Regions from separate parts of the Mus musculus genome. Here region 1 is linked to region 2. A link is a contact called in public ChIA-PET data. All regions are on one chromosome and are shown on one strand. Each heading gives the region's core, a stretch centred on a gene start, on an enhancer-like site or on the middle of the called end of the contact. The rest is flanking DNA. Distances are from core to core; before and after follow the strand shown. Region 1 holds the start of Cd96 (CD96 antigen). Region 2 holds the start of Phldb2 (pleckstrin homology like domain, family B, member 2).

Region 1 (6,301 bases), core at 18-2,517, 280 kb after region 2:
CATCTCTAACCAGCTCATGAAACGCTAGATATGAAAGGTTCTTTCTCCCATCGGCAACCTGACTGCATGGTACAGACCACTCAAAATTTGTTCAGCACTGGGCCTTTGATATGTCTTCAGAAATGCTTCAGATGCCCTTTTCAAATTTACCATCACAGAAGTAATACATTACTGGGACAAGTCCCCCAGAGCTCACAAGGGAATAGATAAAAAGACAGCAAGCTGCTAAGAAGAAACAAAGACACTTGATGGATAGGAATTATTATACGTTTGTGGATGCACAGAGTTTGTGTAGACAGAGGTTATACATCTGAATGTAACTCCCCAGGAGTGACCCTTCAATAACATGCATCCGAGCCTATCTGGATCACCAGTTCCAACGTGTCTTTGATTCAGAAACTCTAGCGATCTTCATTGCCATGCATAGCTCGGGTTTTCAGCACGAATCTTGTATTGCGGGGTTCAGAACTAAGCTTTCCTCCTTCCATTTTGAAATGGACCTTTTAGGTTTCATTTCCCATGGTCATAAAGGGCTCCCCTTGGCTTTGCAAGGTACTCCTTGTATGTAACTGAGTTAGGCTTAACATAAATCCAACCACTAATGACATTAGTATTAGGGAGGAGAGACACTTGTTTGTTAATTTGAAAAGAAATGCCTGAGAGAGGATTAAAAGCTGAGCAAGGCTTTCTGACCACGGACATGATTATAGGGTGTCTTAGTTTTCTGCCGTTGTCTTTATAATGATCCAGGAACATTTCCTCTCCAAGACACACAATTTTCCCATAATTCAAGACTCTTTGAAGAGGAGAAATGGTAAAGAGAGACAAGAGCAATGGCGCTGTTTGTTTCCTCCTTAGGTTTTGTGCTCATTAGGAATCCTGTATCGACTCTAGCATCTTTCCCGTAGCTGCCACTTAAGCAGCTAACTGACAACCTTAGCAACAGCTTGTCCTTCAGTGATCGACTCCTGCAGCAGTCTTGAAGCATTTCAAAGGAGCAAAGGGTCCCTAAGCAGCCATCTGAAAAGACCAGCGTGAGCGGAAGTCTTACCCCTGAAAAACTGTATCTGGATGATGGTGTAAACAACACAATATGTCCATTTTCTCCCCATTGTCTCCCGAAGAGCTCACGCCAGCATTTCTGTAATGATCACAGGAGGCGATTGCTGTTTCTAGCTAAGCAAACGCTAGCCACCCTATTCGTGCTCAAAAACCTCAACTCTACCACAGGGTTGGGGCTGTTGATCGCTTGGCAAGTCCCCAGGAAATGAAATGCAGACAGGAAAGTAGTGTGGTTCAGGGCTAAGTATAACCTTCACAAGAACAATGTGGAAACTGTTCTCTGAAACCTTGCGCCTGTCTCACCTTTAAAAGACGCTTCCATATCCCAAGATTCTCTCCTTCAGTTTCTTTGTCAGTCAAGCTGCTTCTAAAATCGAAACAAAGGAAACTGTGCAGAGAAGTCCCCTTGTGCTTTTTATACATTTCCTTTCAAGAGCACAAAGTCCTTTAGCAAACACGAGCTTGCTGCCTCTTGTAATAGCTTTTCAGTCCAATCATAAGATATATTTTCTTTCCTGAATAGCCCCAGGGTGAAAGAACAATGGTTAACATATTTGATTTTAATAAACCCTGAAGAATAACTGGGAGTAATGTCAGCTATCCAACTGAATTTATTGTCTAGTTCCTTGTAGGTAAATCCACATTTCTGTGGAGGGGAGAAGTTAGGGGGTCTTTCCTACCCTTTGTCCTTACCAGTTTGGAGACCAAATGGGGAAATTGCTCACTGTCACAGCTAGGAGGCGTTTTAAATGAAGGTCTAAGAGCTTTATCTGGCTAATCCAAAAACCATAAAGAACTAAACTACACAGAGTGTCGGTGGGTATGTTAAGTCAGGTGGTCCTGATGACTTTTCCAGGGAGGGTTAGCAATTCAGATCCTTGAAGGGAGGACAGGAAGTGATGTAACTGCTCAGGGCATCTTTCTTCATCGCAGCTGGGAATTCTGTTAAGTCAGTGATGGGACTTAATAAAGCCTTCCAGGAGATGTGTTAGAAAGACTCTGATCTGTGACTTGGTGTCCCTATTAGACGAAGACAGATTATATACTTGGAGAGGAACTTTGTCACCTCTTACTACACCTGTTGTAAAACTGCAATAAAAACCCCAATTTACTGAATTCTTACTTGGAGTACTTAGACTCTTACTGCATTAAAATGAGGAAACTTTTAAAAAGAGAGCAGGAGAATGCCTCATTAAGACGAGAGAGTGTGATTTTTCAGAACTAGAGGTTCACTGTTCACAGAATCCCTGCCTTTTGCTAAGGTGGTTTATTAGAGGCACTTGGGTGTCGGTTGGTCCAATCTGTCTTAGCTATTTATTTGATTCATGGTTCATGATTCTAATACCTAGGAATTTCTGTGGCCTGAACCCATCAGATTTTTACTAATTTTCCCTTGGGATCCATCTAGACTCTTAGAGAAGACACTTCTCAGATGGCTGTGCCACACACGTTGAATGCATCTGTTATTCTGAAGTGGCAAGACCCAAGTGACAGCCCCTCCATGGCTGCCTGCTTGCAGCAGGTGGCAGCAACAGCCTGCAGACCAGAATGGCTATCCCAGGTGGTGGGAATGGCCCCCACAGCTTTTCTGTCTTGGTAATATTTTCTAAAGGCCCTTTCAGCAGGGGGATAGGCATTCTCTGTACTTAAAAATAACTCTTCTATGAAGCCATATCAATCTTTCCTGTTATCCTCTCTGCTCACCAAATCCCAAACCGCACAGCCTTTCTTCTGCCTGATATTCCAGCCTGCTGCATATGAAACAGAAGCTGTCAGTTTCACAATGTGAAGAGCAACCTTGAACTTCTTGAACTTCTGAGACAAATGCGATTATTTACAAAGGGGAGCTAGAACACACACACATTCATTTCTGCTAGAGAAGCAAGCCAGGACTGTGTTTGGACAACGTTTTTAAACAGTCTATGCAAATTACTCAATTCGAAGAAGATGCTTTGAGAAGTGGAAAGGTGAGCAGGAGGTAAACCCCCCCCCCCTTTTTTTGTGGTTCTACAGTGATCAATTCAAATATAACTAGATTTTTTTTTTTTTTTACCTACTCACATAAATTACTTGAAGTGTTAGGCTTTGTGAGCAGTTCCCAGTGTGCTTGAAAACACAGCACTCAAGGATTCGGTTAATTAAAAAATATTTATTGTGACCTTTCAGGGATCACTAAAGACATACATCTCTAGGTCATTTTAAATATAATGGAAAAATCATGGGCTTTCTTCTCCAGAAACCTGACATTCTGCTTGACATTATTCTCAGGAAAGAGAATCCTCCTGTGTCACAAAATGAAACAAACCAAGCTAAAGTTACACCCAGGTAATAAATAACTCTCCCTTGAGAGACAAAGGACATGCAGGAGAAAAGGGGGAGAGGCCTAGGGAGGGAGTGGCCAGGATCCTCTCAAGTATGGAATCTGAGTTTGGCCTTATGCTACAGAAGTCATCCTGGAAGAGACTGTTGAATGAGTTATTCCAGCAGAGGAAGTAGGAGATACCAACACTTGGGAGCCCTAAAGTTCAAGGCAGACACTGTGTGTGTGTATATGTGTGTGTGTGTGTGTGTGTGTGTGTGTGTGTGTGTGTGTGTGTGTGTGTAAACTGTTTGAGGCAGTTGCTGGATGAGAAACAAAGCTACAGAGAAGCAAGTTTGTAATACAGAGAACTTTCGAGTCCAGACTAGAAAGCATGGCTTCTCTTCTTCACTTGGAAATTAACATAGGTCTGGTTTTGTTGTCTTGTGTTTGTTTGTTTTTCTAGAATTTGCATAATGTGATATTGTTTTATCATAAAGAAACATTGAAAAGATGATCCAGATGTCCATGGGCAAGGTGAGTGAACGAAAGATAAAAAGGGAGAGTGCATTGAGTTTGTATAAGAATGGGTTCTGCAATAGTCGAACTTGGGTAGAGGAGGAACTCAAGGAACCCCAATCCTCAATGCTGAAGTATTTGCTACTGAGAGATTAAGAGAGATGGAGAGTCATTGCATTCTGTTGTGTGCCCACTGGTGACCTCACTGAGCACCAATAGATAGGTCCAATCAGTCACAACGATGGTCTTGGTTAAACTGTGGGTCACAGAACAAAACCAAAGTCAAGAATCTAGGAAAAGGACAGGTATGGAGGGGGTTGTTAGGAATTGGAAGACTATAAAAGAAGGGGAGAGAAAGTGATCAGAGTATATTGTTTGCATGTATAAAATTGTCAAAGAACATAATCAATTATTCTGATTTTTTAAAAACGGAGGCAGAAGACCTGTTTAGAATTTCTTTATTCTTGGAGCTGTAGGAAAGTGCCTGCTGGTGGGCAGTGCTGTTCACGGTGTAAGGGCAGCATGGCCTTTACCAAGAAAGGAGAGATACAGTATACATGATAAGTCACCCTGATTGCTCTATCCACAATACTCAGAAGAGTCATGAGTCTGAAACGGGTCCTGTATAAATAATTTTCAGTAAGACTCTAAGGCAATGCCCCAACCATTAAAACAATTCTCACTTCACAGTGTCCACAATGTTGAAATAAGATCATGAAGAGGAGTTCTAAAATTCAGACTGATCCTTCATTTTAGCAAATCATGTGGCTCACAGTTCTGCTCCAAGAATTCTCTTTCTCTACAGAAAACTGCCTTCCCAAGTTAATGCTTTCCCCCTGAAAACACCCCACAGTTAGAAAGTGAATGGTAACAGACAAAACACAATAGTTTGGGTACTTGCCTTGCTTATGGAAACTACAAAGTGTCTACCACACTCCTGAATGATGCTACAGTAAGGCTCTGTAGCACTTTTAATACAGAACAAGATCTCTTTGTGCTCCATCTTGCTTCCCTCATTCACTTGAAAGTATTGTTCCTGAGAGCAGTCCTCAGTGAATTTCCCAAACAGGAGGCTAAGTTTGTTCTACTCTTCTTGTCATGGTAAAAGCACGTGACACAAGCAACTTAAAGGAGAAAGGATTTGTTTAGGTTTACAGTTCTGTGGGAGGGAAAACACACACATTACAGGAAAGACATGGTGGCAGGCCAGGAGACTTGCCTGTCTATTGCATCTATGTTCAGGAAGCCGAATGAACAGGAAGTGGTACCATGCTCTAAACACTCAAGACCCACCCTGAGTGACACACTTCCTCCATGAAGCTCCACCCCCCTCAGGATTTCCATAATCTTCCTAGGTAGCAGCACTTATTAGGGGACAACGTGTTCAAATACATGAGTCGGTGGGGTGTAGTTTCCATTCAAACCAGAATAGCTGGTTCTCCAGGGACCCTGATCTAAGATAAGCCCTTACTTAAATAAGCCAATCATAATCTAGCTATCTCAGAGGCAGACCTGTTGGAGACCCACTCTTCTGAAATTATGGAAGAGAAGAAAAGGAAGCCCTACCCTTCACTGTAAGAAATTAACCACAAAAAGAGAATGTTAAAAGCTTTGCAAACTAGAAGTGATTTAAAAAAAAAGTAACAGAAGATGGCTAGCAGCTATTAAGTAGTAATAGTAAGAAATTAAGCAAAACTCTGATCATATTAGTATAATTTTAAGTATGTTTTTATTTTCAATCAGCACATAGTTCCATGTTAGTAGCACACAGTGTGACATTTTAGCACATATGCACAATTTACAGTTACTAGGTAAGGGTATGCACATGTCTATCCCAACCATATATCTTATATTTGAAACATCCAAAATCTGTGCTGGGCATTTGGAAATATCCAGTTAATTGCTATCTACAGTAGCTGTCCTTCTGTGCTAGAGAAGGACAGAAGCTATTGTTTTAATCCTCCTCTGCCCCTACATATACTCACGGCCTTCACCCCATCCATATATATAAAATCATCCTCCTGATAGTACAGTTTCTTTTTTCATAAAATTCTCAATTATTAAATTAATTATTTAAAATTATTAATTTTTAAAATCATACATATTTGTGGGTTATATGATACAATAGTGTATAAAATGTGGATTAATTGAACCATATAGCAAACATTTGAATCTATTTAGACATTAATTGTTTATGTACTGGACATTTTACATTCAGTCACTTTGAAATAAATTCCAAGATATTTTGTCTAAATATGCTCTTCTGTGTAAAAAAGAAAAGCAGGGAGACCTTTTTTTTTTTTTACTCAACTGAATTTTTTGTAGTACACTTAAAAATTTTATTTTTCACTTTTATTAAAAATATATCCTTTTCTCATACAATTATAGTTTTATTATATATTTTATCAATATGCATTTATA
Region 2 (6,311 bases), core at 3,473-5,972:
GCCTGGGCTACGAAGTAGGTTCCAGGCCAGCCTAGGGTACAGAATGAGACATTTTCCTGAAGCAAACAACAAGAGGTGAAAAAAAAAACCAACAAAAAACAATTGAGGCAGTTTCTCTCTAGATATGAAGCCATTCACTAATATGAAATTACATTAACAATAACTTTGCGCAAGATAATATGTCATGGAGAAGAAGTCAGGAAATGTATTCTGTTCTGTCACTACCAAACCATGTGTAAGGCTTGGGAACCGTGGGATCAGACAAGAGAATTCAAGTTCTCCAGAAAGAGTCTCACCATGCTCAGCTCTGACTGGCTTAGCACTCACTACATTACCGTGATGGTGTGAAGGAAAATGGCCTTCTAGGTTCATATATTAGTCCCCAGTTGATGAACTGTTGGGAAGATGTGGCTTGCTTTGTTGGAAGAAGGGTGTAGCTGGGGTTGGACTTTGAGACAGAACCCAGTCTTTGTCTCTGTCTCTGTCTACCTGTCTACCTACATGTCTGTCTGTCTCTCTGTCTGTCTTTGTGTCTGCCTGACTGCCTGTCTCTGTGTCTGTTTTTGTGACTGTCTTTGTGTCTGTGTCTGCCTTTCTCTTCCTCTCTGTCTCTTTCTGTATGTGTGTGTATGTGTCTGTGGGTGTGTGGACACACGAGCGCACACACATGTGTCTATGTGTGTGTCTTTTGCCTGTGGATCTAAAGCCCAATCTGTCTTTGTCTCTGTCTCTGTCTCTGTCTCTGTCTCTGTCTCTGTCTCTCTCTCTCTCTCTCTCTCTCTCTCTCTCTGTGTGTGTGTGTGTGTGTGTGTGTATGTGGGTATGTGTCTTCTGCCTGTGGGTCATGATCTAAAGCTCTCTGACACTGCTTCAGTGCCATGCCTGTCAGCTTCCCAACATGATAAAAATGGACTAATTCCCCTGAAACTTTAGATAAGCTCCCAACGAAATGTTTTCTTTTATAAGAGTTGCCGTAGTCATGGTGTCTCTTCACAACAATGAAACCCTAACTAAGACAATGGCCAAGATAGCCTTGAGAACTGATGGAAGCAATCATCCCATCCCAGCCTACTTAATCCTACCAAGCAGTTAAAAAGACCTTAGTTGTTTTGCTCTTTTATTTGAAATGGGTCTCTAGATCTGTAGATACATACCACCATTCCTGCCTCTTTATGATTCTGTGAACCAAACCTAGGGCATCATCATGCCTGTTAGATAAGCATTTTACCAACTGAGCCACATCCCAAACCTGGTAAGATTTCTAAGGTTCCTTTTACTCCCAGAGTTATCTTGTCCAACTGCCCCAAATAGTTCAGCTTGAAATGTCTTCAGATTTCAACTTGACACAATTGAATGGGTTCTATATCCACATTCATCAGTTTATAGATCTCTGCCACCCACCCACCCTCTGCAGCTGCCAGGGATCTTTCTCCCTCCATAACCTTTCCCGTCTGTCTGAGATAACTGCCCATTCATGTGCTCTGATGCTAAGGCACAGTGAGAGGGCGAAGGAGGAAAACCTCAGATGCTCATTTTGTACCTGCATTCAAAGACAGCATCTGCTATGTATGTGGGACCATCTGTTGCTCAATCTGACATGGAAAAGATAGTCCAGGCCTCAGAAGTGGTGTCACAGGTCACACACACCCAGACATATGCTCTGTAGTCACTCAGGCTTACATTACTGCCCGCATCCAGGAGTTTATTTTCAAATTGGGGAAAGCTTTTGCTAAAACTCTCAAGAAGGGTCAAGTCCCAGTTTTTGTTCTTGATTTTGCTTTGGTTTGTTTCTCTGTTTTTAAGTCTGGCCTTCCTAAATATCAATTATTACATTCTCTAGTCTCAGGCTCTAGCAAGAGCTGTGTCTGCCACTAACTCACCCAAGGACTTTCCAGTCTCTAATCCCTGGGCTTATCATCTATGAACTGAGAATTGAATTTAGTGATCGCTGAGGCTCCCTTGTGCTCAAATTCAATTTTTAGGCAATTCAAAAGCATAAAGGAAACCTAACAATGTCCTTCATCTCTACAGGATATAGAGACTTCTAGTGCTAAGGACAGAAGGGTCCACGGCAGATGAAAAAGCTTGCGGGATGTGGTATGTGTGAACAACAAGAGTTAAGTAAATTTGTGAAGATCTAAACTAAATCAAGATCCCCAATTTACTAACATCTGCGTGACCTAGGGAAATGCCGTAGAACAGGGTCTGAGACAGATAGCTCTCTGTGTGTTCTAGATGCTAAGATGTGTCCTGGTATATAACAGCATCCCAGATCTCTATTCAATGGAGGCTGATGGAACCTTCCTACCCTCAGCTTCATAACCAAAAGACTTGCCAAGATTCAGACAGCAGGCCACTCCTTCTTCCTGAGAACTACTGCTAAAACACACTTCGGGGCTTTCAAGACAAAGCACACCACTCAAAAGGTGTTTCCCCACATTTAATAATTAAGCTCAGAGAGATTTAATGACAATTTATAAAGCTCAGGTATTCTTGGAAAATGTACAATGTTCCTGTCTTTCCCTGTCACCTGAGGCAACCCCTCTCTGCCAAGGGCTGAAATGTAGCATCCTGTAAGGTCAATTACTATAACCACAATGCCCCAACGGCTTTAAACAATGATGCAAAACTAATAAAGACTCCTGAAGTGAGTTCTCCATTACACTCCACAACCCACCATGCATAGAGCCAACAACACTGAAGAAAGTAACGAAAAGCCCTTCAATCAAGCTCCATCAAGTCAACTTTGGCTTTTCTCCCTTCTCCTGAAAATGCCAGGGGAAGTGACGCACTTTGGCCAGAGTTGTTGAAGAGATGGGCTGCATCTTCACCCACCTTCTTATCTAGCTTTTCTGGCTTGCCCCAAGCAGGGATGCAGCAGATAGCCCTGCTGTCCTTTCTCACCCCAAAAGAGCAGCAGCTGCCAGCTGTGGGGAACCAGACAGAAGCCTGCAAATTGCCTGCCCTGGATGACTGCTCTTAACCAAACATCTCCTTTTGCCATTTGTGAGCGTGCTAGGATTTGCAAACTTCCCTGCCTCTGGAGTAAAAGCTACACCAAGCTAAATGCAAAGGCTCATCTCTCCTCTCTTTTAAAGGCCTTTGTCAATGTTTGGAGACTGCGGAGTTTCTTAATTATACGCAATGTTTAAATTCCACAATGTATTTATAAGGAGAAAGAAAAAAAAACCATTCAGTTAAAAACTTTTAAACAACTAAGTCCAGGAAGGGAACCTCAGGAAAACACAACTGTTACTTTTCAACGAACCTTAAATGGCACATTTAAGGTTCAAATGGCACCAAGCATGTTCTGTTAAAATAGTAGACCACTCTAAAGGATTATTTACCTCAGACCCAATGAATGTGTTGCTAGCCTACCAGGAACTAAGAATTCAAGTGCTCCGAGGGCAAACGTTTAACCCTATGAAACTGTGAACCATATTTGGAACCTTCCATCTAAATTCAGTCGTTTGAAGCCCAGAGGAAAAATAATCTCAAACACACAAGTGAAGCCCAAGTTAGAAGCTTTGTTACAAGCGTCAGAGTTGAACATTTACATCTGTAATTTACATGTTCATACACTGGAGGGGGAAACGTGTGAATATTTACACTAACGGACTCCACATTTTATGTCTCTACTAGACTTACCCTCACAGCTCTGACTGGCTAGGAGACTAGCTGTGTATCCTAGAACACTTGAGATACCACAAAAGGAAGACTTCTAGGGAAGAGGGCTGGGCCGGACGAAAGGATTTCCAGTCTTGGCTAGTCCACATAAAAGACTGTGGGAATCTTCCCTCTTTGAAGTGAGAAAGGTAAAAGAGGAGCCTCTGGAAGGAGGTTGGACTTATAAAGCTCTTTTAAACAGGAAACCCCAATCCGGGAAGGGACAGCCCGTCAGCCTTTTAATTTCCTGCCGGTGGCGGGAGTTAGCTAAGTCCTCCCCGCTTCCAGTGCTGCTGGCAAGGGTGAAGTTACTGAGCGCACCAAGCCAGAGTTCAGCAGGCTCTCTGAGCGGCTGAAGCAGAGGGTCGAAATGCTACCCAGAGTTGCAGCTGCTATCACCACAGAGAAAGAGACCATCACGCCCTCAGTGTGGGATGATAGGGAAACCATAACTGAATCACAGTCAGGAGCTCCTGGAAAGAATCTCGGTCCGGAGGCTCGCCGTGCAGCCTCATTCTAGAAACAAAGTACAACTAGAAGCCGATTTCAGAAAGGTCCTATCTGAGTCCCGTACTCCTCAAGATCCAGCTGTGGATCTTCTTATCCCCGGAATCCAGATCTCTGTCTAAGCAATCCAGACTTTCCGCAAAAGTTGCCTTCGGGACCCTTAATTAAATCCTGCCTTTTCGACCCAATCACTCACGAAAACCTCACCCCTACTGGACACCCCTTCCCCACAATGCCTCCACCCCGCATCGCCGTGCACAATGGAGGACAGAGCACTCTAGGACTGTAAGGTTTAGGCTTTGCGGACCCCTGCCCGGGCTTTTGTCTCTACAGCCTGCAAGGGAAGCAAAGAAAATCTGCGCTCAGGGCGCCCACTCACCAGCTCATCTTTCTCTGGAACTGCAACTCTCTCCTCGGGTCCCGCTGCCCTTGGGCCTGTCCCTTGCCTCCGCCCTCCCTCTCTCCCTGTGTCCTAGTCCGGTCCCCGCCGCTGCCGCAGGCTGCAGCCAGACCCTGCCGCCGCACACCGCGCACTCCGGGCGCCCCTCCCGGTGGGGGCGGCCACCGCCTCCTCTCCGCCCCCGACCTCCGCAGAGAGACGGGCGGCTACCAAGTCGGCTGAGGGGGAGGCTGTGTCCCCAAGGAGCCACCAGGGTGCGCAAAGGCAATGCGGGCCGGCTCCTCCAGGCCCTCTGTAGCCCACTACTCACCTGGGGCGATAAGGTGGCCGAATGCAGGCGGCCACAGAAGGCAGGCACCCTGGGTGCTCTGTGTCACACTCAGCAGAGCCCCTCGGCCCGCGGTGGTGGACTCCTCGAAGCTCCCTCCTGGTCCCGACCCGAGTTTCGAGGCACCGCAGCGGATCCTTGGAGTTCCCAGCTAGGAAGTCCTGGAGCCTAGGTTCTTAGGGAGCTAAGCTGCTGCTGCTTTTACTGCGTTTGGAGTGGCCTGGCCACTCGTCACATCTCTAGGCTCCACTTTCTCAAAGCTACGTTCGCAGCTATGTGCTAGAAACCTTTGTTGTTGGCTTTCTTTTCTTTTCTTTTCTTTTCTTTTCTTTTCTTTTTTTTTTTTAAATAAGGTGGAAATGGGACGAGAGAACACAACACGTCCTGGAGTGCGATTTCCTCCCCAGGACGAAGTTTCTGCTCTGTGAAACTCCAGGTGACTTCACCATAGACTGCTCTCCCCAGGGCAGGTTTACCTGATGCGTCAGAAAAGCAGCTGTGCCAAATGGCAATGGAACCGCCTGGGGTCAGGGCTGGAATCAAGCAGATTTAAAACTCCGTGATACTGATTGCCTTGGAGGGATGTCTCATAAAGGGTTCTGCATTTTCCAACACATTTAACATAACCAGTGGAAGCAATATTAACGTGAACGCCTTTCAGCCTTGCTTCCCTGAGCAGCTAGTCTGTCTTGACGCATGCAAATGTGGATGTTTGTAAAGTTCTGCCCCAGTGGGGTTAAGTCAAAGAAAGACAAGAACCTTGGAGGAACTCGCAAGGTCCAGGACCGGCAAGCTCTTTAATAACAATATGGCCCTAGCAAATTGTTTTAGCTACCACCAAGGATGTCTTCAAGGCTGTAGCAATAGCAACAGGGGTACTAGTGTAGGTACTTCCAGTAGTTAATAAACCTATGCTTCATCTATACACAATGCCTTTAGCTGTGAGAACACGCACTAATAAAATGCATATTTAAAATGTTTTATTGAGCAAAAGTATGACTTTTAAGATTAAATAATGTTTACTATTTATTCCTGCGTGTGCTTTGGTGCATGTGTGTGCACGTGAATCCAAGTAGGAAGGGAAAGCAGAAATGGCCATGAGCCACTCCACAAGGGTTTTGACAGCCAAACTCAGATCCTCTTCAAAAGCTAGACAGCTCTTTGCTGCCAAACAACCTCTCCAGCCCCGAAATTTTGACTTCTAATTTCCATGAGAACCACTCCTATAAGGATGATTTGTGTTTTAGAGCATTCTCAACGCACCACCTCGGTATCCCACGCTATTAAATTCACATGACTTACACCCCATCCTTTCACCTCATCTCCATCAACTTAAAATCATTTATCCCATCTCAATGAAAGGAAAGACACTCTTGAGCCACTTGCCTCTCCATACACTTACCTGTTTAA

What was found. ChIA-PET counts read pairs in DNA pulled down with a chosen protein or histone mark.
Region 1: a contact with region 2 is called in an RNA polymerase II ChIA-PET map of memory CD8 T cells, with 7 read pairs. The contact joins the promoter of Cd96 here to the promoter of Phldb2 in region 2. A contact is called at or near these places in 1 of 39 promoter capture datasets (pre-B cells), 2 of 484 Hi-C or Micro-C datasets (the HL-1 cell line and ventricular fibroblasts) and 1 of 115 datasets of contacts at active chromatin or transcription factors (memory CD8 T cells).

Annotation. Positions count from the first base shown.
Region 1 is chr16:46,118,981-46,125,281 of GRCm38.p6, forward strand. It overlaps Cd96 (CD96 antigen), which reads right to left and starts at 1,268. Exons shown (of 15, transcript NM_032465.2): 1 at 1,052-1,268. The coding sequence starts at 1,112.
Region 2 is chr16:45,839,656-45,845,966 of GRCm38.p6, forward strand. Phldb2 (pleckstrin homology like domain, family B, member 2) reads right to left here and starts at 4,723. Exons shown (of 18, transcript NM_153412.4): 1 at 4,553-4,723.